Regions from separate parts of the Mus musculus genome. Here all the other regions are linked to region 1. Evidence: chromatin contacts called from public HiChIP or PLAC-seq and promoter capture Hi-C data. All regions are on one chromosome and are shown on one strand. Each heading gives the region's core, a stretch centred on a gene start, on an enhancer-like site or on the middle of the called end of the contact. The rest is flanking DNA. Distances are from core to core; before and after follow the strand shown.

Evidence for each region. Promoter capture Hi-C pulls out the DNA fragments that hold promoters and counts their contacts. HiChIP or PLAC-seq counts read pairs in DNA pulled down with a chosen protein or histone mark.
Region 2: a contact with region 1 is called in a promoter capture Hi-C map of pre-B cells, with 4 times the contacts expected there. The contact joins the promoter of Mllt10 here to the promoter of 4921504E06Rik in region 1. A contact is called at or near these places in 2 of 39 promoter capture datasets (hippocampal neurons and pre-B cells) and 1 of 9 other capture datasets (macrophages).
Region 3: a contact with region 1 is called in a promoter capture Hi-C map of stem cell-derived epiblast-like cells, with 4 times the contacts expected there. The contact joins the enhancer-like site here to the promoter of 4921504E06Rik in region 1. A contact is called at or near these places in 5 of 39 promoter capture datasets (the HPC-7 cell line, cranial neural crest, embryonic stem cells and 2 more) and 1 of 115 datasets of contacts at active chromatin or transcription factors (astrocytes).
Region 4: a contact with region 1 is called in a promoter capture Hi-C map of pre-B cells. The contact joins the promoter of Dnajc1 here to the promoter of 4921504E06Rik in region 1. A contact is called at or near these places in 3 of 39 promoter capture datasets (hippocampal neurons, liver and pre-B cells).
Region 5: an H3K27ac HiChIP or PLAC-seq map of embryonic stem cells shows a contact between it and region 1, with 5 times the contacts expected there. The contact joins the enhancer-like site here to the promoter of 4921504E06Rik in region 1. A contact is called at or near these places in 2 of 39 promoter capture datasets (the 3T3-L1 cell line and hippocampal neurons) and 3 of 115 datasets of contacts at active chromatin or transcription factors (astrocytes, cardiomyocytes and embryonic stem cells).

Annotation. Positions count from the first base shown.
Region 1 is chr2:19,551,465-19,556,192 of GRCm38.p6, reverse strand. 4921504E06Rik (RIKEN cDNA 4921504E06 gene) reads left to right here and starts at 2,283. Exons shown (of 17, transcript NM_027600.4): 1 at 2,283-2,419. The coding sequence starts at 2,313.
Region 2 is chr2:18,062,005-18,066,732 of GRCm38.p6, reverse strand. It overlaps Mllt10 (myeloid/lymphoid or mixed-lineage leukemia; translocated to, 10), which reads right to left and starts at 2,148. Exons shown (of 23, transcript NM_001252560.1): 1 at 1,869-2,148; 2 at 1,539-1,698. The coding sequence starts at 1,698.
Region 3 is chr2:20,777,469-20,782,196 of GRCm38.p6, reverse strand. Etl4 (enhancer trap locus 4) reads right to left here. Exons shown (of 22, transcript NM_001081006.1): 11 at 3,996-4,171; 12 at 1,125-1,255; 13 at 252-399. Among named protein-coding and RNA genes, the nearest start is that of Arhgap21, 190 kb to the left of the region's middle. Within about 2 kb of position 2,321, at least 18 of the 459 cell types and tissues checked have an H3K27ac peak or open chromatin away from gene starts, as enhancers often do. A contact at or near this core is called in embryonic stem cells and stem cell-derived epiblast-like cells, where this site is marked.
Region 4 is chr2:18,390,262-18,394,989 of GRCm38.p6, reverse strand. It overlaps Dnajc1 (DnaJ heat shock protein family (Hsp40) member C1), which reads left to right and starts at 2,160. Exons shown (of 12, transcript NM_007869.3): 1 at 2,160-2,699. The coding sequence starts at 2,490.
Region 5 is chr2:20,652,453-20,657,180 of GRCm38.p6, reverse strand. The region is part of intron 3 of Etl4 (enhancer trap locus 4); the gene reads right to left. Among named protein-coding and RNA genes, the nearest start is that of Arhgap21, 310 kb to the left of the region's middle. RefSeq lists a cis regulatory region at 1-4,728. Within about 2 kb of position 2,095, at least 23 of the 459 cell types and tissues checked have an H3K27ac peak or open chromatin away from gene starts, as enhancers often do. A contact at or near this core is called in astrocytes and embryonic stem cells, where this site is marked.

The sequences.
Region 1 (4,728 bases), core at 1,034-3,533:
ACTCTCTCAAAAGAATTTAAATTACAAACCTAAGCTGAAACCTCTTGGCTTTTACTAGAGTTACAGAACTGAAAATGTCCAACTGGGTTATATAAATTACAACGTTCAGAGCCACCACTTGGCTCTTAATCAAAGCCTCCTGCTACTTAATCTGCGGTGCAATCATTCTTGCTAATTGGCAGGTGACATTTTCATAGGAAGCCATGGTGTATTTATATACTCATGTGCACAAGTTGTGCCATCCATCCTGTGGACTGAGAAAGAGAAGGGTTGTTCTAGCTTTTGAGCTGTTCAACTTTTAGAAAGCTGGAAACTTTGGATGCTGCAGTTACATTGCTCAGGGGTGGTTTGGGAAAAAGGAAGACACTCTTTTAATAGGCTGGCTGGAGTCTGTGTATTATAAGGGCTTTGAGCTCTTCCCACATTGCAGTTTATGCCTGTTAAGAAAGATTTATTGGGCTGGAGAGATGGCTCAGCCGTTAAAGGCTAGGTTTACAACCAAAAATGTAAGAGCAAGGTTTGTTGTTCAGTGTTTGCTTATTGTAATAAAAAAATAAAAACAGAATCTTGATAATTATAAATAAATGAGACCAATATTCAAAAGTGAATTAACACATTTTTAATGTCTATCTTTGAGTCCATGAGCCTTCTCCACTAAAAGCCACCAATGATTTCTACATCTGATGAAAGAAGACTGGCTTCAATCTGACAAAGACTCTGACAGTGCCAGGACTCCTTGGGGTAGGTGGGATGTTGGTCTGACATGAACAGTGATTTGAGCTAGAACACTCAGAGATAAAACACAGGTGGCTGACAAGAAAAGAAATGTCACGTTGTTAGTTTCAAACTTGTGGTCCTCTTTCCTTAATGCCCTGGATGCTGAAACTGGAATCTCCTGGATGGGCTGTTGCAAGGCTCCAATAAAAATGTATGTGTGCTTCTTGTTTCTGGGGGATGGTGTAATTATGCAGCCTGATCAACAAATGCCTTCAATTGTTGCTCTTACAGAAGGCTAGGGAATATGGTTCCCAGTCACCACAAGTCAGATAAGAACCATGTGAAACTCCAGCTCCATTTCCTTCTTCTCATCTCCCAGGGCACTGTATGCAGGCACATAATAGCCTTAAATGTTTAAAGACAGTGATCGCTACAGTGAATTTCTTTCCCTGTTTCCTACTCCTAATATCCAGCTAATTAGGAATATATATATATATACATATATATATATAGAGAGAGAGAGAGTCAGTATACATATACACATATATATATACACATACACTCTACACATACACATATATCATATGCATCATACACACACATTCATATATATATATATACATAAATATAAATATATCCTTACAGACAATATAGTGAAATGAAGATGAAAAATACTTAGTTCTAAAAGCGATGATACCCCAAGCTTAGGTCCCTTGTCAATAATTGGCACACAGTTAAGAATAAATGGTAGTTTTACCGCTTAAAATAGCTTCTCTTAATAATGGTAGATAGTGAATTGAATTCCACTACACGATATTGTGTAAAATGCCATGCCTTACATTCTGTCCTTTATGTTAAATAAGGATGTAGGCCTGTTTAATCTCTGCAAAGAAAATCTTCACTCAGCAACACTCCTGTGTGTGTGTGTGTGTGTGTGTGTGTGTGTGTGTGTGTGTGTGTGTATTCAAGTGACAGGTGTCAGTATTTTATCAGGCCACCTGCTCTCCTGTGGTATTGCTGACAAGCCCAGGCCTCTTTATATCGTGAGATAGCTATTGGATGGGGTCACTAGTTTCCATCTCCGCAGAGAGTGAGTGACACTTGGTAGGAGGCCAAGCAAAAGAGAGAGCCAAGCAAGCTGCAGATCTGACAGGCACGTGGGAGGAGCGTTGACGTAGGAAACTTCAGTTTCCCAAATGCAGAGTCCAACCAGAAAGGAGGCTGAGCTCAGAGCCTTGGAGGAGAAGGAAGCAGAAAGGGTCCGGAGGCGTAGTGGGCCGCAGCAGAGTTATTTACAGGGTGCAGCTTTGCCTAGAGACATTTAGGAACGGGTTGGCTTGTGGGCGTCCGAGAAGGCTCTTTGTCGCAAGGCTTATGTCTGGTGGGGCAGGTGGCCTGGCGAGACAGAGGAGCACTTCCGGAGCCCGCCCTACACCTCACCCACTCCACCCCCGCCCGCTCTCCGCCCCGCCCCTGATCCTCACCCCTCCAACCCCACCCCCACCCCGGTCTCCGGTTTCTCTGGGAGTCGCCATGGCAACGGACTCTGGCTTTGGGACTCAGATTCTCTGAACTCCAAGCGAGCAGTTGGGAGCATGGCGGAGGCTGAGACTGAGACTGAAGAATGGACGAAGACACGTGGATGCAGGAAGATTCTCCAGACCCTCGAGGGGGCTATTGAGCAATTCAAATTCCATTCCAGGTGACCTGCCCGCTACTTGCACGCGCTTCAGAGCTGGTCACCTGTTCTCCACAGCCTCGTCGCCTTTGATTTCTTAAGTAAACCACAGGCTAAAAGCTCAGACTCAGGTCTGGGTTCTAATTTCGTCTGACTTCTCACCGGGTCCTATGCCTCTTATTAGCTCATCTGGGAAACAGGACAGTAGCTAATTGTGCCTACTCCATAGACCACAGGGCCTGTTAAATATTTCACCGAGGTACAGTCTAGAAAAGAGCCATACAGAAATGGTATGAGGTTGCTTAAAGAAGATCCCATAGACTCCCGATTTAAACACAGATTTCTTTTGAGATTCTGGAGGCTTGGAGTCCAAGAACTGGGCACTGATTTGATGTCTGACGGTCCTTTCTTGTAAGCAACCCGTTCTTACTGCATCCTCCCCTAGTGGGATCAGCGGGGGAGCCATCTCCTGACTTCTCCACTCTCTATCCTCCACCTGGGCTCTTTTTAAGGGAACAGCCCCATTTATGAGGCTCCCACTTCATTACCTATTCATCTCTCTTGATCTCACCTCCGGAGGCCATCATTTTTGGAAAATAGGACGTTGACATGGATTTTCCTAGAACTGGAGCACCGCCAAATATATAAAGACAACAAGCCATATGCCTTTGCCAGGCAGTCAATGGAATCATTATTTCATGGTCCTTAGGTTCTCTCTCTCTCTCTCTCTCTCTCTCTCTCTCTCTCTCTCTCTCATTTGGCTTCAGCCCTTTTTTTATTTGGATAATGTAGAGTCAACATTTATGGGGAATTTTTTTTTCTTAAAACACTCTTTCAAAGCAGTAAGCACATAGCCTTAGATTAACTGCCACGTGATGCCATTCCTTAAGTAGAGACCTCAGGGAGCCAGGCTATTGATTCCAGGCAAACCCCACACTGGGGAAGAGAGAGAGAAGAGGGAGCAGGGACAGGACAGGGAGCAGGGGAAGGGACTGACTATAGCTAGACCAGCCCAATGGTGGGCCTGAACCAGTACCCAGTCCTGCTGAACTCCACTTCTCTACCCCAACTAGTCATTAATAGGTTTGCTGGCCAAACCAAGTCAGGGTACCCACAGACCTTTGATAAAACTGTCAAAAGCACATATCACAGGCAGCTCTTGGCAGACAACAGTGGAATGCTGTGTCTAATCTGTTCCTAAGAGCCCCTTTCTCTCCTGGATTCCTTGACATTCTGCAGTGGAATAAGTACCCAACAGAACATTCCAGCCAGACTCATGGGGCAAACTGATCTCTGCCAATTGCTACTAGCACACGTTGATTGAACTAAGGAACCACTAATGTCCATAACATTTTTTTTTCCACTCAAAGGCTTAGAGAAATAGGTTGGAGTTCTGATATGAATGGGAGAAGCTAGATACTGGCTGACACCCAGGGATCTGATCTAGCTGGGTTAGGCCAGGTAGTTCACATAAACTCAGGTCAGCCTTGGTGAAGTGATACATTCTAGTTAAGTCAGTAACCACATAATGAGTCAGACAGCATTTACAAGTGACAGAAGAAACAGAAGCAAAGGTAGCACAGAAAACTGGTGTATGTGTACACACCCCCAAGTCACCACGGCTCTCAGGAAAGGCTTCTCTGAGATGACATTAAGAGGAAACAGCAGGAACCAGGCACATGCATCTGGAGCCAAAATGTTCCCTGCTGAGAGAACAGGTAGTGAAAGTAGGGACTCTGGATTTAGGCAAAGCAAGGAGGCCAGTGTGGCTATAACAGAGCAAGCAGGGTGGGCTCCTGGATATGAGTCAGAGGAGAGACTGATGGCCACATTTCTGGGTCTTAGATCAACATAAAGGCTCAAGCTTTCATTTCAAAGGAGATGGGAAGCCAGAGGGGGATGACCCAGTGTCCTGATATTCTCTGACTTGCCTGTCTATGGATAGTTCTGCTGTTTTAATAATAGACTATAACAGGGACAAGGCATAAATTGGGAAACCGGTTAGGAGACTTTTTATAATATCTATCAAGGAGGACGGCCATAAGGACTGAGTAAAAGGCTTGCTGTGAGGGCCTGAGTTTGTATCCCTAGCCATGTACAAAGCAAGGCACGGTGAAGGGCATCTGTGACCCCAGCACAGCACAGAGGGAGGGGACAGATGCCAGGTACTTGATACCAGCCAAGGTAGCTGATACAGCTTGAAGCCTGAGCTCAGCAAGTGGTCCTATTCTAAAAATAAGGTGGCTCACAGTAGAGGAAGATGGTCATCATCAACTTCTGGCTTTCACAGCACACAGGCTTGCAGACAAGTGCACAGGCCACACACAGGCAGA
Region 2 (4,728 bases), core at 899-3,398, 1.5 Mb after region 1:
AGGATTTGACTCAGTTAGATGGCAGAGTGCTTGCTTATCATCCTCAGCACAGTATAACCCAGGAATACTGTGCATGCCTCAAGTTCTAGTACTGGGAGTTCAAGGTCAGCCAGGGCTAAGTGAAACTCTCTCAAAAATTCCAGACATGATAGAGAGTACATGCCTCTTATCCTATCACCCTGGAGGTAGAAGCAGTCAGATCTCTGAATCTAGGTCCAGCCTGATACACATAATTGAGAGATCAGCAAGAGCTGATGATACCCTGACTCAAGAAAATGAAAACTAAAATTAAAGCAAAAATGTTTTCATTTACCTCTCTCCCCTTTGGGAAGACCCTCCCATTACATTACCCCCCCCCAAAAAAAGCAAAACCTTTAGGCTCACACCTTCATTTCCCATACTTGAGGGGCAGAATTGTTGCTTGTCTGCACCCTGCCTGGGCTACACAGCAAGCTCCTATGTAAAAAACAAAAACTTCCCAGGTAGGACACACTCCAGAGGCAGAGGCAGGAGGATCTTTAATTTTGAGGCCATTTATGGGCTATAGAGCCAAGTTCCAGGACAGTGAAGGCTACAGAGAAAACCCTGTCTCATTTAAAAAATAAAAAGTAAAAATTAAAACCTTCCAACACTCAGTTTTAACTTCAGGAATAGGAAGGGTGGATCTGTTTAAGACTACACAGTGAGTCACCCAAAAAAACATTATCTAGTCTTTCGTCCTGAACCCCCAATCCCCTAACGACTTGAAAGGGACAGTCTTCAATAAGCAGAAAAACATGCTAAAGAGTTCCCCGTGGGGGAGTGGGAGGGAAGGGGCGATTAAGGGGGTACCCAAAACATTCACCCCATGAGAACATCTAAAAATAGACTCAACCTCCAAAGGCTCTTGGGGCACCACCAGCACTACTTCTTGGGGTCCATGACCAGGTCGGCTCAGCCCAGACACTCCCTCAGGGACACCTTCCAGTGTCTTCGCAGAAGCACCCAGTGGCCCCCAACAGCAGGGTCCATGCCAGAGAGCTCTGGGTGCAGCGGGCAGGGCCCACCTTCTCTCTCTCTCCCTCTACTCAGAGGCAGGTTGTCCCAGGCCACAGGAAGTCTCCTGACAACGCTGCGGCAGACCGGGAGCAGGCAGGGGAGGGGGAGGAGGCCTCCGGTTCCCAAAGCCACCACGCGCCGTCACCGTGACTCCAGCGCGGGTCTCGCGCTCCCACCCTACCCTGCGCAGGACGCGGCCCGACGCCGGCGGCCACCTAATGACACTTGAGTGAGCGCGGAGTCACGTGATAGCCCGGGCCACACGCACTTTCTCCCACAGGCCGGGGCACAGCCCGAGCCCGCGGCGACCACGCCGGGCTCCCGCGGGCTGCGCGCCGGGCGGGGCGGGGGGCGGGGCGAGGCGGCGGCGGGGGCGGAGCGGCGGCGGCGGCGGGCGGGCCGGGGGAGGGGCGGCGGTGGCAGTTGCCGCCGGGCGGGGGAGGGGAGCCGTGACGGTTGGGAGCGGGCCGGTTCGGCCCGGCGGGCGGTTGGGTGTTTACCTTGATGCACCGCGACGCTGCAGCCGTGCCCGTCGCAATAAACCAGCGGGTTCTCGGCCCAGCCTCTCTCGTCTGAGCAAACGCAACAGCCTCCAATCATTTCCTTCATACTATGGGAGACCTCGTCCTCCAGTGACACGGGCCGGTCGCTAGAGACCATCTAAGAGGGAGTTGGGGGGGACCATTAACAAACACAAGCAAGCCACCGAGAGCTCCCCACACGCAGCCCTTCGCGCCCGCCCTCCCGCCAGCCCGATCGACCGACCGACCCCGGCCCGGTCTCCGCCAGCCCGCCCGCCCTCCCTCCCGCCCGCTCGGCCGCTCGCTCACTCGGGCTTTGCCGCTCAGTCACTCACGTTCCGCACAGGAGTCAGGAGCCATGTCCTTGCTGACTCCCCCCACCTCCCCGCCACCGTCTCCTCCTCCTCCTCCTCCTCCGCGGCGTCCTCCCTCCCCACCTCCACCCGGCCGCTAACGCCGCCGCCCGAGGAGGGCACACATAATCAAGCAGGCCTCCGCACAGGCGCACTGGGGGGCTCCCGCTGGGCCCGGGGCGGCGAGGGAGGGGAAGGGGCTGCGCTTCCTCCTCCGAGCGTCACCCGGCGTACGCGTCGGCCCGCCCTGCGGCCGGCGTGAGGGAGGCGGCCCAGAGAGGCGAGGCCTGCGTGCGCGCCGCCGCGTCCCCTGGCCCCTGCCTACCTCCAGGCTTTCCCCTCCCCCGCACCGCTCGGCGGCGCCGAGGTGTGCGGAGGTGGGGGACGAGCGGAGTCGGCTGCTCAGCGCGGCCGGAGTGAGTCTACCGGAGGGCTCTGGGGCGCACGAGGGCCGGGACGTTGGGCGGCCGTCGCCTCGCGGGCCCCGGGCGCGCATGAGGAAGAGGCCGCGGCGGGGCGGGGTGCGGTGGGGGCCGGGGTCGCTGAGAGGCGCCCCCGGGGGCGTCTCGTGGCGCCGGGAACCTACCTGAAGGCCTGTGCCTCGAGAACTGGCCCGCGGGTAACAATGGTTGGGAGAGGGTGCCAGCTTCCATGAAGGGTGTAATGAAGCATGGCTTCCTGCAGTTGGCCGCGCTAACTTCACAGTACTGTCGCAGCTTCGCCACCCATTAAATTCACGTCCTGGATTCTTCCCAAAGTTCACCCAGTGGAAGTGTTACCAGATCTACCGCCCACTTACGCACCTTCTTGGCCCCCGTGGCAAATGAAAGTGCATCACAGACAGGCAAAAAGCCTGTGTTTGGGCTATATTCTGAGCGGGAGCCCCAAGACTGCATTATAGCTTGGTAGGTATACAAGTGGTTGGTCGCGTTAGCAACGTAATAGTCTGATCTGGAAAAATGCAGCTAAAGGAGGAAGGAACCCACGTTCTAGCCTGTCACCAAAGGTTAACAGCATTGAGAGTGTGGTGCCCAGTTTAGATTGAGGATTCCTCTAATCTTAGCTCGATTCTCCAAATTTACCTTTTCAAATGTGATGTCATTTAAATTGGAGAAATATGAGAGCTTCCTCCCAATACACAAATAAAATATAGATTAGATTAGACCAATGTTAGCAGATTAATTAGCTAGATATTGAGTAGTTTTTAAGCTACCAAAAAAATGTTTCCCTAATCCTTTCTCCATGTACACCCAATATTGATTTTAAGCAAAAAGTGTTCGTTCATTAAACTTTAGCATGAAATGGGAATTATGAATAGGCTATTTAAATGACAAACAGTTCCAAGGCAACTTCATGGTTTTTGGTTAATTACAAGTACAAAGGGCTTATTAGAAACTAACAATATAATATGGTCTGGAAAATACACTTACATGATGCTAAAACACCCCAAGTTCTAAGCACTCCACAGAAAATATATTAAGTTTTAAAATGTTCAAAAAGGGTAATGTGGCTGTTCTTTTCCTATTTCAAAATAATTGCTAAAGTTGTAAGAATAGTGATCGATACAGCACAATGTAAGCATCTGTGGTCAGATATATTCAAAAGCTATGTGAAATCCAAACTAATGGGGGATTTACCAAAGCTTGTGATAGGAAGACAATATGTCCAAAGGGACACAAAACTAAGGATTCTGTTTTAATATTAATACATTTAGAAATGGTGACTACAGATTAGTAAAATGACATTTTTAGGAGGATATGGTAATAAATTTCTGGACCTCTAATGATGCTCTTAACATAACTATGACTTGTACAAAGCTAGGGCAACTTTCAAACAGAAGTTTACTGTTTTAACTGTACCAAATATTTTACCTTTACCCTTATACAAAGGAAGTCAGTTCATTGTCTAAATCCTGTTTTGCCTCATAATATAGACTAATTTTGGTGCAAATCAATGTGGAACTTCCCAAACACTGAAGTCAAGCCTATGCACTAAATAATTTAAAAATACATTTCATTTTATTTTTAATACATTGGAGCTTAGTTCTTGAGATGGAACTAATTTGTATGAAAAAAAAGGGTAAGAATCTTACCTCATTCTGTAACACCTAATAAATGTAGGTAAACACTTGCTCTTTTCAAGACAAAAACAAAACTGTCATTTATATGAAGTTTTGACATTTACAAAAAAAAAAAAGGGAAAATGTGTTTAGAAAAAAACAGGAAAGATGCACAGTTTATGCCACGCTTATATATAAATAATAGTATCTGAAGCAGAAATTTTGTGAAAGCATACATGCATACAGGTTGACACACTGGAAGTCCAATTATTTTAAAACTGGTTTTTAACATTCTATACTAGAGAGACATGAAAATCAGGGAAAACACTGGGAAAAAACAGGGCATTTCATTTTTACTCAAGCATCAGACACTAAATGTGTTGCTGTGTGTACAATATTTGATATATTTCTATAATACATCGAGTGCAAAGGAAGAATCGTAGACAGAATAAAGCAGCTCAAATATGCAGTGAATTATTCACTCAGCAAATATTTACTGAACATTCATTGTGTACCAAAAACTCCTGGAATATAACAAAAAGAAAACTGTGTTGGTCCTTTACAAGATATGTAGTGTATCCTACTGCACACACATATAATAAAAACATTTAGCCACATATGTTAATCATCAGGTCTCAGAATGGGTAAAACTTATAATTGCTAAAGTTCAAGTACATTTTTAAAAAATAGTGATGCAAAAATTAAATTGCCATGTGACTGATAGTGTATCTTTCTAGAAAAGAACTTCAATATTAAT
Region 3 (4,728 bases), core at 1,072-3,571, 1.2 Mb before region 1:
AGTAATTTAAAAGCCTAGGATGGAGCCAATGCAAAAGTCTATGCTGAGGAATTATACCCTCAAGCCATATTGCAACGAACATTTGGGGGCTGAAACAGTTGAGGGTTCTCCTCAGGATGCCATAAATAAAGAGTGATAAGTCATGATGATACTAAGAGTAGGTTCTTAAAGCCCGTGACCTGTATGTACACCAGCCTTTGAGCGACCCCTCCTGGCAAACCACCCCATCAGGACCATGGCAGTGACATTACCTCCGCAACATCGTCAAGACATCTGTCATGCTCCTCACACGCTTCAGGAGACTGTCCAGCTTGTGTGGCTCTTCCTTCAGGAACCTTACTGCCTCAACTTCTATGCGCAGGACAGCACGCATCTTATTTTGCAAAGTTGGAAATTCTCCTACAGGCCAAACCAGCAGTGATTTTTAGAATAGGAAGGCAGAGTGACAATGCCCACCCCACTCCTGTGACCTAGGGTAGCACAGAGAAATACCAAGTCGGGAAGCAACGGGGTGAAATCTTATGGTCAAACTGAGTGACCTTGGATAAGGTCACAGCCCCTCTGGGTCCATTCCCTGTGTATTATGGATAAGGCTAAAAAGTTAGGGTTTGTTTTCAACGAGTTTGGTATGTCTGTAAGTTCAGTAAAAGGGAAAGTTTTAGTTGTATGGTTTAGTTTCCATCTTCAGCATCCTTTATAAAGGTCCTCTAAGAAGTCTTGAATGAATCTTTTACTGTTTGAAGGATTGTTTATTTATTTACATGTCTATTTGAAACAAAGTATTACTGTTTCCCTAATCTGGTCTCAACTGACTTTAAGGGATCCTCCTGCCTCAGCCTCCCAAGTAGGATGGGATGGTAGGTCCAGATTTGAAAGCTTCTTCGGTTTTTTTGGTTTTTGATTTTTTTTTTTTTTTTTTTTTTTTTTTTTGGTTTTTCGAGACAGGTTTTTCTCTGTGTAGCCCTGGCTGTCCTGGAACTCACTCTGTAGACTAGGCTGGCCTTAAACTCAGAAATCCGCCTGCCTCTGCCTCCCAATTGGTGGGATTAAAGGTGTGCGCCACCACCGCCCAGCTGAAAGCTTCATAAACATTCCAAGCAACACACTTCCAGTGGAAGGCTCACCTTTGAGAGTGGCCACAGCTTCTCCCACTTGTCGCAGGAGGAAAGCCCCATCTTCCACATCTTTCAGGGTCACCACTCTGCCAGTGGAGGAAGAGTCCTTCTTCAAGTCCTCAACAAAGTCCTCCAGCTCACTGTGGGGAGGCAGAGAGCAGATGGAACTGAGCATGGAGGGTCTCAGAAAGGACACGTGCAGGAGCAGGGGCTCTCCCATTTTCTGCTGTGTCCCAGCCCTATCTTAAGCTTCCAAGGAGGAGGTGGGAGCACAGTCGATAGTAGTTTGCTTTGCAATATTGCATGGCTATGTAAGGTAGCAACGGGAGAGCTCTCCCGTGTCTGTCATTTGTGGTTCAGATTGGTCCCGGGTGGGGGTGGAGTGGGCACTTGATACATTCTTAACTTTCAGTTGTATTCATGCCAGCCAAGAGAACAATGTGCACACTTGGTGACCAGGAATGGAGGGAGAGAAAGACAGAGGGGAGAGAGTCCTGATAGATTAGGATGGAGGCAGAAGATGGGGGCTGGGGGTAGCCTAAGAGGGGGGTATGAACCAGTACTACAGTGAAGTGTGTTAGCTCACTTTAGACAACCAGGTTTCTCAATTTTAGTACCTGACATTTTGAACCATATAGCTTCATTTTTAGTGCAGGGCTGTCTTACACAATGAAGGATGTGCATCCTTGGCCCCTTCCTGCTGAGTAGCAGTAGCAAGCAATCACAAATTCCAATAATTTGTGACACATGTGAATGTCCCTTGACATGGTCAAATATCCCTGGGAAAGAGAGAGCAAAACTGCCCTCAAAATCCCCTAATGGATAGCCTCTCTCTAGTGTACCTGACTGTCCCATCATTAATGACTGTCTCTCTTCTCTCACAACTAAGAACTTAGAGATCTGATTTCTGGAGGGAGGGAGGGACGGATGGAGGGGTTGGGATGGAGAGAGAGAACAGATATCAACTCCAACACAGCCAAGTTATATTCTTCCACTTGAAACAACAAAAACAATTTGCCCAGATGTGTTTGTATCCTTTCAAGTTGCCTGCAAATTCAAGAGAAAGCTCTTAAAGGACGAGGGTGCTAAGAAATGCAAGACCACTAGGTGGCAGTAAGTGAATGGCGGCTGTACTTCCTGGCGCCTTAGTGGAGGAGAGGATGGCCTCACAAGACATGGGCCCTTTCCTCTAGGTGAGTGAGTAGAAAGGAGCTAATGCAGCCACAGGAGGGAGTCCAGCAGGGCAGGACATACATTCAACAAGGATGAAGTCACACGTGACACATCTGACCTCTTCTGAGCAGGGGGATGAAGTATTTGGTGATGCCAGCCATTCTGATACAGAAATCTCTGATGAAAGGATGCCCCGTTAGGGTCTGCATCTGTTAAACACACCTGGTGTTAGGTGAGCATACCTACAGGGCACATGCAGCTGCTGCTCCTTGGGGTGGAGCTGGGCCAATCCTTGTCAGACCTCTAAATGGTCCATTGGTGAGGGAGGTTCCCTGGTAGACCAAGCAGTCTCCTGCATTCTTTCAGGCTTTGATGAAGCCCTTCCAAGCTAAGACTCCAGGGCCCCCAGTTCCTTCAACCACCCACAAACTGGTCAATATGCAAATACTCCTCCAAGGAGATGTTCCATGACCCAAAGCCACTCCATCCAGATAAACTCCTATTTTAGTTTCTCTTACCCAGTCTGCCTCCTGCGCATCATATCCCTGCAACCCAAAGTTCCCCAAACTCTGCTCCCCTTTGACGGGCAGCAGGGAACCTCTGACACCATTATTCTGCCAATTCATGTGCTTGTGATTCCTATTTCGAGCTCTGAAGGCCACTTTTATTAATTCAGAGATTGAAAAAGAGACAGTGCTGCTGAAAATGAGTGCAGACGGCCTTTTGAAAGTCATCAATGGGCTTTTGAAATAGGTAGGCTTTGCTCAAGAAGACGTCAGACATTCATGGGGCCTCCAGATTTCAGCATGGCCTTAAGCTGCTTTTTATTCTGCCTTTGTTGAAAAGAAGCCCATTGTTTGTTAAACTGAACTTAGTCTGACTCTTATTAGAAGCTGTTATTTCCAAGTAGAAAACCATGAAAGATATTGACTCATTTTTTTTTTCTGTTCTTTAATCCCCACTTTCACTCCTCTGTCCTCATGTTCAGAGGACCCAAGCCTAACAGTTCTACCAGAGTATTTCTTTTCTGGAATTTAGAAGGAAGGGAAAGGGACAGAGAAGGGCCAGCAAAGAGCAGGCGTTACTTCTCAGTAGCCCTGAGCCAGGTTCTAGAATATCTTACCTAAGCTCGCTCTCCTGTCATACGGATCCACCCAGTTACCCTAGTCTATGTCTGTTTAAGGTATAAGAAACAGATATGATAATATTAAGGAGATATATATGTATTCCATAACTTTTAAATTAGTGTTGTGTGACTGTGCATGCAGAAGGCAGAAGACAACTTTCTAGAGTTGGTTTTCAGGGTCTATTGTGGGCTCCCATGATCTTACAGTCTTTGCAAGCACAGCCTAGACAGGTACCAAGCAGGTCTCCAAAGCAGGAGTATGACCCATAGAAGACACCAAGCCAAGGAGAATGATACCGTTCAACTGTGAGATGTGATTAGGACCATGGACCCAATTCTCCTGCCAATCCCCAACCCTGTGGTTTTCTAAGGATGCCCCACATTTTCCTGGCCCAGAGATATACTGTCATGGGGCCTGCTGAGTTTCCCAGACCTTAAAGGAGGGACAGTTGGGACAAAGATACCAGGCTCAGCAGATCTCTAGCTTACACAATAGGTGCTCATTAAAGAGAGGGAGAGAAATACCAGCTAAGAAGGTCACCCTGTGAACAAAGACAGTTTTTCTCTTCAGGGTGACTCACCATAACTTTTTGACAATCCGCTCTTCTTCGTGGAGGTACTTCTGTCTCTCTTGCTCCACCAGGGTGCGCTGACGCTGTACCGGATCCTCTAGTCTCTTCATGGTCTCCTTCACTTTGTTACTGATTTCCAGCTCAGCCTTCTTCATCATCGCCCTCAGAATCTCCTGGTTCTGCAGCTGTTGAACAAAAGAAATCAGCCTCCATTGGCTTCATCTGTCTGCTATCATGAAGCCTGAATGCCCTGCAGTCTTCAGAAGTGGGCACAGAGAAAACCCACAGCTGAATCTTTATTTCAGTAAGAAAGAGAAGAGAGCAAGGACTGTATACAGGACTGTATACAGGATTGCTTCCTCAGAGAACGGCTAAGTTTTATCAGGCAACTGACAGCTGAACTTCTGTGCCTATAAAAAAGGTAGAGTTTTTTCTAGTCTTTGGCTGCTGTTACACACACACACACACACACACACACACACACACAAACACACCACAAACTCTCACAGACGATTTTATAGAGAGGAGTCAAGAGTACTAGCATTGAAAGCCCAGTGATCAACCAGGCCTTCAGTCCTTGTCTCCCCCCAGACACTTGGATAGGCTTTCTTGCTCTCCGTTTCGCGTTTCTCTCCTGATGTAGAATCTGCTCTCCTTGGCAGAGCTACTCTGAGGTTCTTGTAGATCCTCAACAACCATTGGGTTGACAGGAATTTTTCAGAATGTCTTCAAAAAGCGAATC
Region 4 (4,728 bases), core at 911-3,410, 1.2 Mb after region 1:
CCTCTTGGCCCTAGAGATCTTCTTTGTGTAACTTCAGAAGTAACTGCCATGGTCTTGAGTGTGAAGAATAACGCCCATGTATTTAAAGTAGGCGTTCCCTTTAGGTAGCCTTATATAGACTTACAGCCGTGTATTAGTCAGAGCTCTCTAGAATCACAAAACGTATAGACTAAATTCTCTCTCTCTCTAAGTCTATCTATCTGTCTATCTGTCTGTCTGTCTATCTATCTATCTATCTATCTAAAGAGAATCTATCTATCTATCTATCTATCTATCTATCTATCTATCTAAAGAGAATACACTGGAGTGACTTATAATCTGCAGTAGTTGCTCAGTCCCACAATGTTAAGTAGTTCAGCTGGTCTTCTGTATAAGCTGGAATCCTGAAGAAGTAGATTCCAACAGATGTGCTGGCAAAGTGAATGCAAGCAGGCAAAGAGGAGTGAACCTTTCCTTTTTCCTTTGTTCTTATGTAATCCTCCAGCAGAAAGTATGGCGCAGATTAAAGGGTGCCTCGAGATCTGTATTAAAAATGTGTGTCTTCCAGCCTGAAGCGCTAGATCAAAAGCTTGTGTCTGCTGTGCCCTCCATTTCTGGATTGTAGTTTACTCCAGTTATAGTGGAGTTGACAACTGGGCATAGCTATCACAAATCTTATGACCAGTGAGCACAGTTCCTCAACCTCAAGCGATATTCAGCGGGCGTCTTGTGGGACGGCTGACTGTATGTTTGGGGCTTCTTTGTACCTTAGTCCATCATACAATTCAAAGTAAAGATTTCGTTGCTTTCTTTTTATCTGTGTAAAGTCCCTCTGAGCAGACCAAAGCGAATCACTCCATACCTAGGATCAGTAAATGCCACCAGGGAAGAAAACAGCTGATAACTGCCCTTAGCCCAGACATTGACAAAGGATTTATTCAATTGTGTTACCTCCTGCAGCACAACAGTTAATGTGGAAATGACAAATTTGAATTGTAGTAAGAAAATTGTCTCAGAGAATAAAGTAGAGGCAACTCGACTTCTGTATCAGCCTGGCCTTAGAAAGTGATAAGTCCCCTGAAAATGGAGTAAGTCCTTAGAGTTCTTGGACAACACAGAGTTCAAGACAGAAATACAGGACTGTCTGCTAAGAGCTCATACTAACACGTTTGCAGTTGTGGCAAGATCACACCACTTTCAAATAACACAGTATTCAATAATATGATCAAATATGGAAAGGATGGACATTGGGTAAACAAAATTTGTTGTTGCCATATTTTCTGACAGTTTCACTCATTGAATAAACAAACATTTGCTTTAATGTAGGGACTTGGTAAAGATGATGGGTCTTGTATGTACATGTATGTGCCTGCCTATGTGTATGTGCACATGCACAGGTGCCTGTGGAAGCTTGAGGTGAGTACTGGATCACTGCAGCTAGAATTACAGGCAGTTGTGAACCACTCCAATATGGGTACCGGGAACAGAACTCAGGTCCTCTGCAAGAGGAAGAAGTGGTCTTAATCAAAAGTCAATACTAGGTCCAAGATTAGTTTTACTTTAAGGAAATAAACTTCAGACTTAAAAGAATATTTTAAATTTTATTTATATGTATGTGTGTTTGCTTTCTTGAATTTATGTGTATTAGGTGTGTGCAGGATCCTACAAAGGCCAGAAGGGGGCTTCAGATCTCCTGGAAATTAGAGGCTGCTTATTTGCATGGACTATATCCGCAAATCTTAATTCATATTTAGAAGTATAATTTTTTTCTTGGTTAAATTCCTTTTTGTGCCCCCACCTTCCAAAACCACAATGGGGTGGATCTGTGTGTTTTAGGCATTGTTCAATTCATCCTACCTTTACTGATCAAATAACAAAATGCACATGAACAGAAGCCCCTAAGCAATAAAATACATCGACCCTCCAATATGCTTTTAATATCAATACTTAGGAAGGCAAGGTAGAAGGCATGGGGAAGAAAACCTACAGATAGGCGTTCTTGGCCCAGGAGGTCCGCGATTGTTGATTATTCACCTCTTTTAGCCAGCGCTGACACACGTGCAGCTGCTCTACAAGCCAGCCACGGAAAGCTGTTCTCTGAGGCCAGAATCCAGAGCGCCTGGCGTTCCTACTTCCGGCCCCGCCCCCGCCCCACAGTTGCTAGGAGACGTGATGTCACCGGAAGCGAGGCCTGGGATAGGCTGAGGCCTGGGGAAACCTCTCCCACACGGCCGCTTGGGTGCCAGCGCTGGCTCTCCAGCTGTTCCTAGGCCGGGGCGAGGGTCTAGAGAGGGAGAGCGGGCTGCGGCCGGTCTCCGCTCCCCAGCCGCCGGCTCCGCGGCAGTTAGTGCTTCCCTCGAGCCGGCAGCCTGGTTGGTCGCTTCCGGGCGGCTGCCCGCGCTCCTGACTGACAGGCGCCGTCCGCACCGCCCGCGCCACCCGCCACGTCTCCGCTCTCTGCCGGCGCACGGCGTGGCTGCCTGCCGACCGACCTCTTTGAGCCCAGCGCGATGTGGGTTCCCGGCTTCGGATCCGCGCGACTTCCCCAGCGCCGGCGCTCCGGGTTGGAGTCATCCTCGGTGCGGCCGCTGTGGCTGCTGCTGCTGTTCCTGCTGGCAGCCGTGCGGCCAGTGCGCGCCTGGGAGAGCGGAGACCTGGAGTTGTTCGACTTGGTGGAAGAGGTGCAGTTGAACTTCTACGAGTTCCTCGGGGTGCAGCAGGTAAGCGCGGCGGGCCGGACCTCCTCACCCAGCCCGGTCCACTTGACCGCCATCTCTTCCCAGTTCCTCACTGTCGGCCCAACTTCGGAACTTCTGATCTGAGTGTTAGGCTGGACGGTGCAACTACCTTTTCTTTGGCTTTCTGGAGACCATCCTTCCCCCACCCCGCGAGCTGTGCTGAAGGAAGAAGGAAGAGAGATGTAGGCAGACCGATTTTTAACACTCAAGTGTGACACAGTAACCATGTATCACCCCAAATTGTCATCTTCCCACTTAAACATATGTTTACTCCAACTGCCTCCCTCTCCCTCGTCCTTTCTGGGAAGACTGAAATACATTTTGCCCAGCGTCTGTTAGCAGTTTTCTTGCACTGTATTTTGTAATCGTTAAAGCCTGCTATTAGTGTTTGTGTAGCAGTTAGAAATCTGGAAAAATTTGAAGCCTCCTCCCGCTTGGTCCTAGAACTCATTAGAGAAGTTGTGACACTTTCAGGGTTTGAGGTGTTTGGAGTGCTGTTGAAAGAGGAGGTCAGGATAGTCTTGTGTATACGTCCTTGCCTCTCCATTGATTTCATTTCAGGTTTTAACTTGGGTCTTTAACTTGTAAAATCTCTTGTTCCCTTTTATTTCTACTTGAAAGTGATTGAGTGAGGGTATTTATTCAGACTACCTCAAACAATGAACAGAAAAAAGAAGACATGTTAATAACTAATAATAACTTCATGATCATGGAATGAGAGAGACTTCCACAAGCTATGATTGAGTCCTTCACACAAGATGTAAGTTGTGAAGCAAAAACAACAGCAGCAGCAAAAAGGCACACTTAACAGAATTAGCTAAGAAATGTACCTCTTCCTATAAGTTATGAAATAGGAAACTTTCAAAGGAAATGAATTGAACTGTTAAACAGAAATTTAATTTTTAATAATTGCATTTTAATTCCATGATTGCATATAAAATCATTGAGTATAAAATTACCATGGTATTAAACTTAACAGTTCTCATTTCTTAAGAGTTAAAAATATTATACACAATGGTTTTGTGGTCATTGTGTTACCTTGTGCCACTTCCTGCTCATAGAGAAAAAATAGGCCTCATTTCCAGAGTAAATGATAATGCAGTGTATTTAACAATAATTAGTGAAAATGTAAGTTTGAAGACTATTTATTTGGGCTTAGGTTCTTGAGACAGGTTCTTCATGTAGCTCAGCCTATCCCCTTAAACCGTCATTCCCCAGCCTCAGGCTCCTGGATGCTGAGATTGTAGGCTTTTCCCACTCAGGAGAGGCATTTTACTTTTTAACGTAAAAAAACAAAACCAAAAACAACAACTACTAAAAACAAAACAAAACACCCCTCCCCCCCCCAAAAAAAACTAGGGTAGGTAGAATAGGAAGTAATTCCTCTACAGTTTTTTTTTTTTTTTTTTTTTTTGGTTTTTATTTTATTTTATTTAGGTTAATTACCACTTCCTTCCAGCCCCAAGATTTCTCATTGTGCTGTACTGACTAGCCTGGAATTTAGTAGGTTGACCAGGCTAGCTATCCATCCACCTACCTCAAGGACTACTAGAATTGAAGACATGTGCCAGTATACCTGGCCTAATCCCTTCCATGTTAGTGTGTGTGTGTGTTTGTCTACCTCTGTCAGGGTCTTAAATGTTTCTTCTTAGTACCACACCACAATGCTGCTCTAGGTTTGTTTTGTTTTGTTTTTAAAGTTTATGAATGCTTTCTTGCAGGCATGTCTGTGTACCACCTTTGTGCCTAGTACCCACTGAGGCCAGAATATGGCCTGAGACCAGAATTACAGACATTTGTGAGCTGCATTGTGACTGTTGAGAATCAAATCTGGGGCCTTTGAAAAAACAGCCAGTGATCTTAACCACCAAGCCATCTTTGCAACACCAGGAATGTTCTTTATTGCATTTATTTTTTGTTTGTCTATTTTTTTATGCGTGCCATGGCAAACATGGAGGTCAGAGGACAGCTCTTGGAAGTTGGTGTTTTCTTTCCATGAGGGTCCTAGGAA
Region 5 (4,728 bases), core at 846-3,345, 1.1 Mb before region 1:
GGAATGTATTCTCATCACAAGCAAGCACTTGGACCCGAGTTCAGTTCCCCAGCACTCATGTAAAAGCTGGCACAGTGGTAGATGTCCATCATCTTAGCACATGGGATGTAGGGGCAGGAGGGTCCAGTAGCTTCCCAGCTAACTTAATGGCAAGCTTTAGGTTCTGTGAGAGAACCTATCTCAACAAAAACCAAGGTCAGTAACAACTTAAGAAAACATCTGATGTTGACTTCTGGCCTCCACATGTATATAAACACGTGTGTATATGCTCACAAACATGTATGTGTAAACACACGGTGTGTTGAGGGGTGGACTTAATGTTCCCTAAAAGGGAGGCAGACTACTGGCAGGATTCTGGATTAAGATGAAGACTTTTCTGGGCCTTTCATGGTCCAGGTCTGCTGCCTCTGAGGGCTGTGGAACTGAGGGCTAGCCTTAACCCTAGGCAATGATGGGAACACTCTCTGGGCCACTCAAGCATTTCCCTTGCTGTTTCATGGTGTCCCAGGACACTGATCTCCCTGCATTTCAATTACAGATTTTTAGAGAGTTCCCAGTTCACCAAGTGCCTCAATCCTGCAAACACAAATGAGAACATGGTGGTGTGTGTAGTCATGCCAGCCAGTCCAGTTACTTTTCCTAAAGTGTGTTCTTCCTTAAGGAGGACTTTGTATCACTGAGCGGTGATGGTGTGAGGGGATAATTATGGCTCTCTCTCCCAAATCTTTATCTACAGCTCTCTGACTACATGTCCAGATATCATCTCTTCCTGATGACAGGAGAAGGTGGAGGGAAAGGGACTACCATCTCAGGTTCCTATTGCCCTGGACCCGATGACTCGTATGTGGTGATGTCACTTAGCCATCCCTGTAGCTTCATAAGAGTGCTTACTGCTGCAGAAGCAGTGCCTAAGCCTTGTACAATGAACTAGCAGATGACAGACCCCAAGCCCAGTATGTAGGCTATGAATATGCTTCTCACTGCTAAGTTACTTAACCAGAACTTAGAGATGCTGGCTCTGGGTCACTTTCTACCAAGAATTGGTCAACATATAACCTTTACTGGATGAGAGTTGGCTGATGTGTTCCTATTGAAAATTCCTTCTTCAGCAAGGGGAGTCAACATATTATTCAAACACATCACGCAATACATCATGCAAAGAAGAAAGGGTACTATTACCCAGCAGAAAAGAATAGCTAAGACATCTTACATGCTATTGCCTATACAGTACCTGCTCTGTATATACATATGTACATAAGCATATATACATGCTTAGAAGTTCTTTCCAGCACTACCTCTAGAGAATGCTGTGCCTGCCTCTCATCACATCCTCCAACGTCTACCACAAGCTAGATGTTTTACTAGGGTTTCAGGTTTGTGCTTAGTGTGTGTGCACGTGTGTGTGAGTGTGTGTGTGCATGTACATGTGTGTGTGCGTGTGTGCACACACGCGATGTTGTTGCATTTAAATACTACAGCCAAAGAGGAAAGGAAATCAAAGATTAATCATCAAAGACTGCTTTTTCTTTCTCATTTTCAGGCCTTTTAAACTCTAAACCAAAATGCTGAGGTCCAGCAAAACAAACCCGAGAAACTAAGCTTTCTAAGATATGCTAATTGCCAGGAACAGTGGGAAGTCTGGTTGGCCAAAGTATTCAGATCACAATCTGTTTTTGAAAAGAACAATCAACATTGCCTTAATAAACTTTTCCAGTCGTCCAAATGAATGCCCAGTTTGCCACAGAGCACTCAGCAACACAACACAAATGTATTCAGAAGGACTCATTCCTGGGCCTTGTTAATTATCTCCTTCCCTGAATCAGCTGAATCATGATACCTTGTACTTGAGAAACTTTCAAATCACCCTAGTCTAAATTCTCATTTGAACTGAAGAGAGCCATGTAGAGCTAGGAACAAACGAAGTATTATCATGCAATGAGTCAAGCACAGGCTCTAGCTCTCCTCTCCCACCCTCAGTCCAGCAACACTACATCTTAGAAGAAAATTTAGTTACTAGGAAGGGTCTGAGCAAGGCTCAGTTTACAGAGCCCTTTCTAAGACCCAGGGGAGGTCCCACCCTTTTCTTTACATCAGAAGTCTTTGAGTTTGTAACTGGAGATGGAAAGGAAGACAAAGAGCTTGGTAATGAACACCAGACTTCTCCTGGGCTTTTGTCTTTACAGACACCCACCGCGGGTGGATGCATCCGCCCGGATTCTTGTCCTCCAGGCCAGGCATCTGCCATTCTCAGCTGAGTTCCGGAACCCAAAGCCAGAGGACCTTTGAGAGCAGCCAGCCTAGAGCTTTGCATGGCTTCTTGCTTTTTCCCACAACCTCGGTGACTCTTAGAAAAAAAAAAAAATCAGAGCCTGGACCCCTTGGGTTCCTCAGCACCATTCTCATGATGATGACTGGGGGAGGGAGCACACTGGGCATGGCAATGGACACGTGAACTGCAATATAAATATAAAAGAAGTATGGGATAGACCAATCTTGTGACACTATGGTCTCAACTCTAGAGACTCAGAGAAATGGTGGCGAAGGCAAATAAACCAGCTTTTTTTTTTTTTTTTTTAAAAGATGGGCAAAGACTAAAGAGCCCTGCTACCAATCAAGAAGAAGGCACAAACCCACTCAAGATGGAGTGCTTGGTGTTTTCCTGGGTGTTTCATGTTGAGAGTCAGGACACAGGACTGGTTTCCAGCAATGCAGTACTTTCAGCCCCATATATAGAAAATGGGAGTTTAAGCAACTCTTCAAGTACCTCTCCTTGAGCTCTGAAAGGTCAGTATTTCCGCTCCCTTGTTTGGAGCAAGGTTACTAGTTTTTCTCTAGGATTTATTTTGATGACTTTTCCCTGATAAACTGTGCCCATACCCTGTTTCTTCAAGGCTCGTATATCAATGCTTTCCTCCCTCTTCTGCTGGGAGTGCCCAGACATTATTCACATTTTTCACCTGTGAAAACATCCATGTTTGGTCTGGAGTGAAACTCGATGATTCAGCAGTGGAACGAAGTACAACTGCATCTTCTCTTTCAGTCTCCCCTCCCCATGTGCACTATTTCATTGTCGGATCAGAAGGATGAGGGGACCGACGTGCCAACTGCTCGATGCCCATAGACAGCCTGTCCAGAGCCATCACAGTCATCTGTGCAACAACCCGACTATGGTCATGAGCAAGGGTGGGGCCTTCTGCCCCTGCCATGCAAGTCCTTTCTACAGATGCAGCAGACAGATGACAAGGTCAGCTCTGGTACAAAGAGGTATATCCTTGTCCTTGAAACAGAGGTGCGCAATGTTTTGACATATATAACATGGCACTGTCATCTTCAAATGTGTTGCCTTACCTGCATGCTGTTGCATTACCTGCATGCTGCAGCAGGTACATATGCCTGTGAAGAATACCAGGCTATAAACATGAACTCCACAGAGCGTATTTTGTATTGGTTTCGTCTTTTGATGTCCAACCCTCTCAGTTACAGGAAAATGGGAAACAACAATGTTTCTTTTAGATTTAATAAAAGAAAGAAAGAAAAACCATTTTTGCCTCATGAAGTATGAGTAGGTATTTCCTTATCATATAAGAAGAATTTTCTAAAACACAGCATGTTAGGAAGGGAGCTACTGGAGATTTCCAGCCAGTCACAGGACTGATGTTTGTGAATGTGCTTTCTCTTTTGGTGAGAGCTCCCTTTACTAGCTTCTGCCTGTAGTCAATTGCTGCATCCCTCATTCTGGATCTGAAACAAGCAGTGTATGCATAACAAACATGCAAGGGCTTGAACAAGCCCTGTGGCTCCATAGTCCTCACTGGCCTCTGTTGGAATTCTCAGCTTCAGTTGCTCCTGGAATTCAGAGGCAAGAATGCACTTGAAAAGCTTTGGGATTAAAGGTGTCTGTGAGGACTGGTCTGACTCCAGGGATGAAAGGAGAGGGACCATATTGCAGGCTTTGAAATTCTGAATAGAATACAATCTATGCAGAGGACTCACCTTGGAAGCCTCCCAGTGAAAGCCCTTAGGACCCCACACACATGCCTTTGGGAGGAATCCCTAAAGATGAGTTGAATTGTTGTGGAACCAATCAGGTTATTTTTCCCCTAGTAGCAAAGGTCCAACTGCAGTGTAAGGCACAGACAGTATCTTAGGAACTCTTTCTTACCTCTGTGTTGGTGCCCACACCCTCTCCAAATATCTCAGAAAGTTTTTGCTATTGCTTACAAGCATACACTGCACACCCACCCACATCCAAAGCCACCCTCTTATGCACTCCTCCCAACCACCACCATCATAACTACCACATGCTCAATTTCACTGTAGAGAGTTTCAGGTAAAACAAAATAAAACTCCCCCAAACAAACAACGAATCTAAACAAACAAACAAACAAACAAAACCTACTTTGAGAGTTTCAACAGAATCTCATTTTCAACAGAATCCTGCTCTGTTTGTTTCTAACACTGTCATGTGTTTTGGTTTGGTTTGGTTTAGTTTTTTTTGGTTTTTCAGAGACAGGGCTTCCCTATGCATCCTTGGCTGTTCTGGATCTCTGTGGCCTCAAACTCACAGAGATCCACTTGCCTCTGTCTCCCAAGTACTGGGATTAAAGGCGTGTGCCCCACTGCCCGGCCTATTATGTCATTAAATACTGGGATTTGGAGAACCAGGCAGAGGACAAGATTAAGAACATGAGAGCTTTGTGTTTTGCTCACACTGTTTTGTGGCCTGCA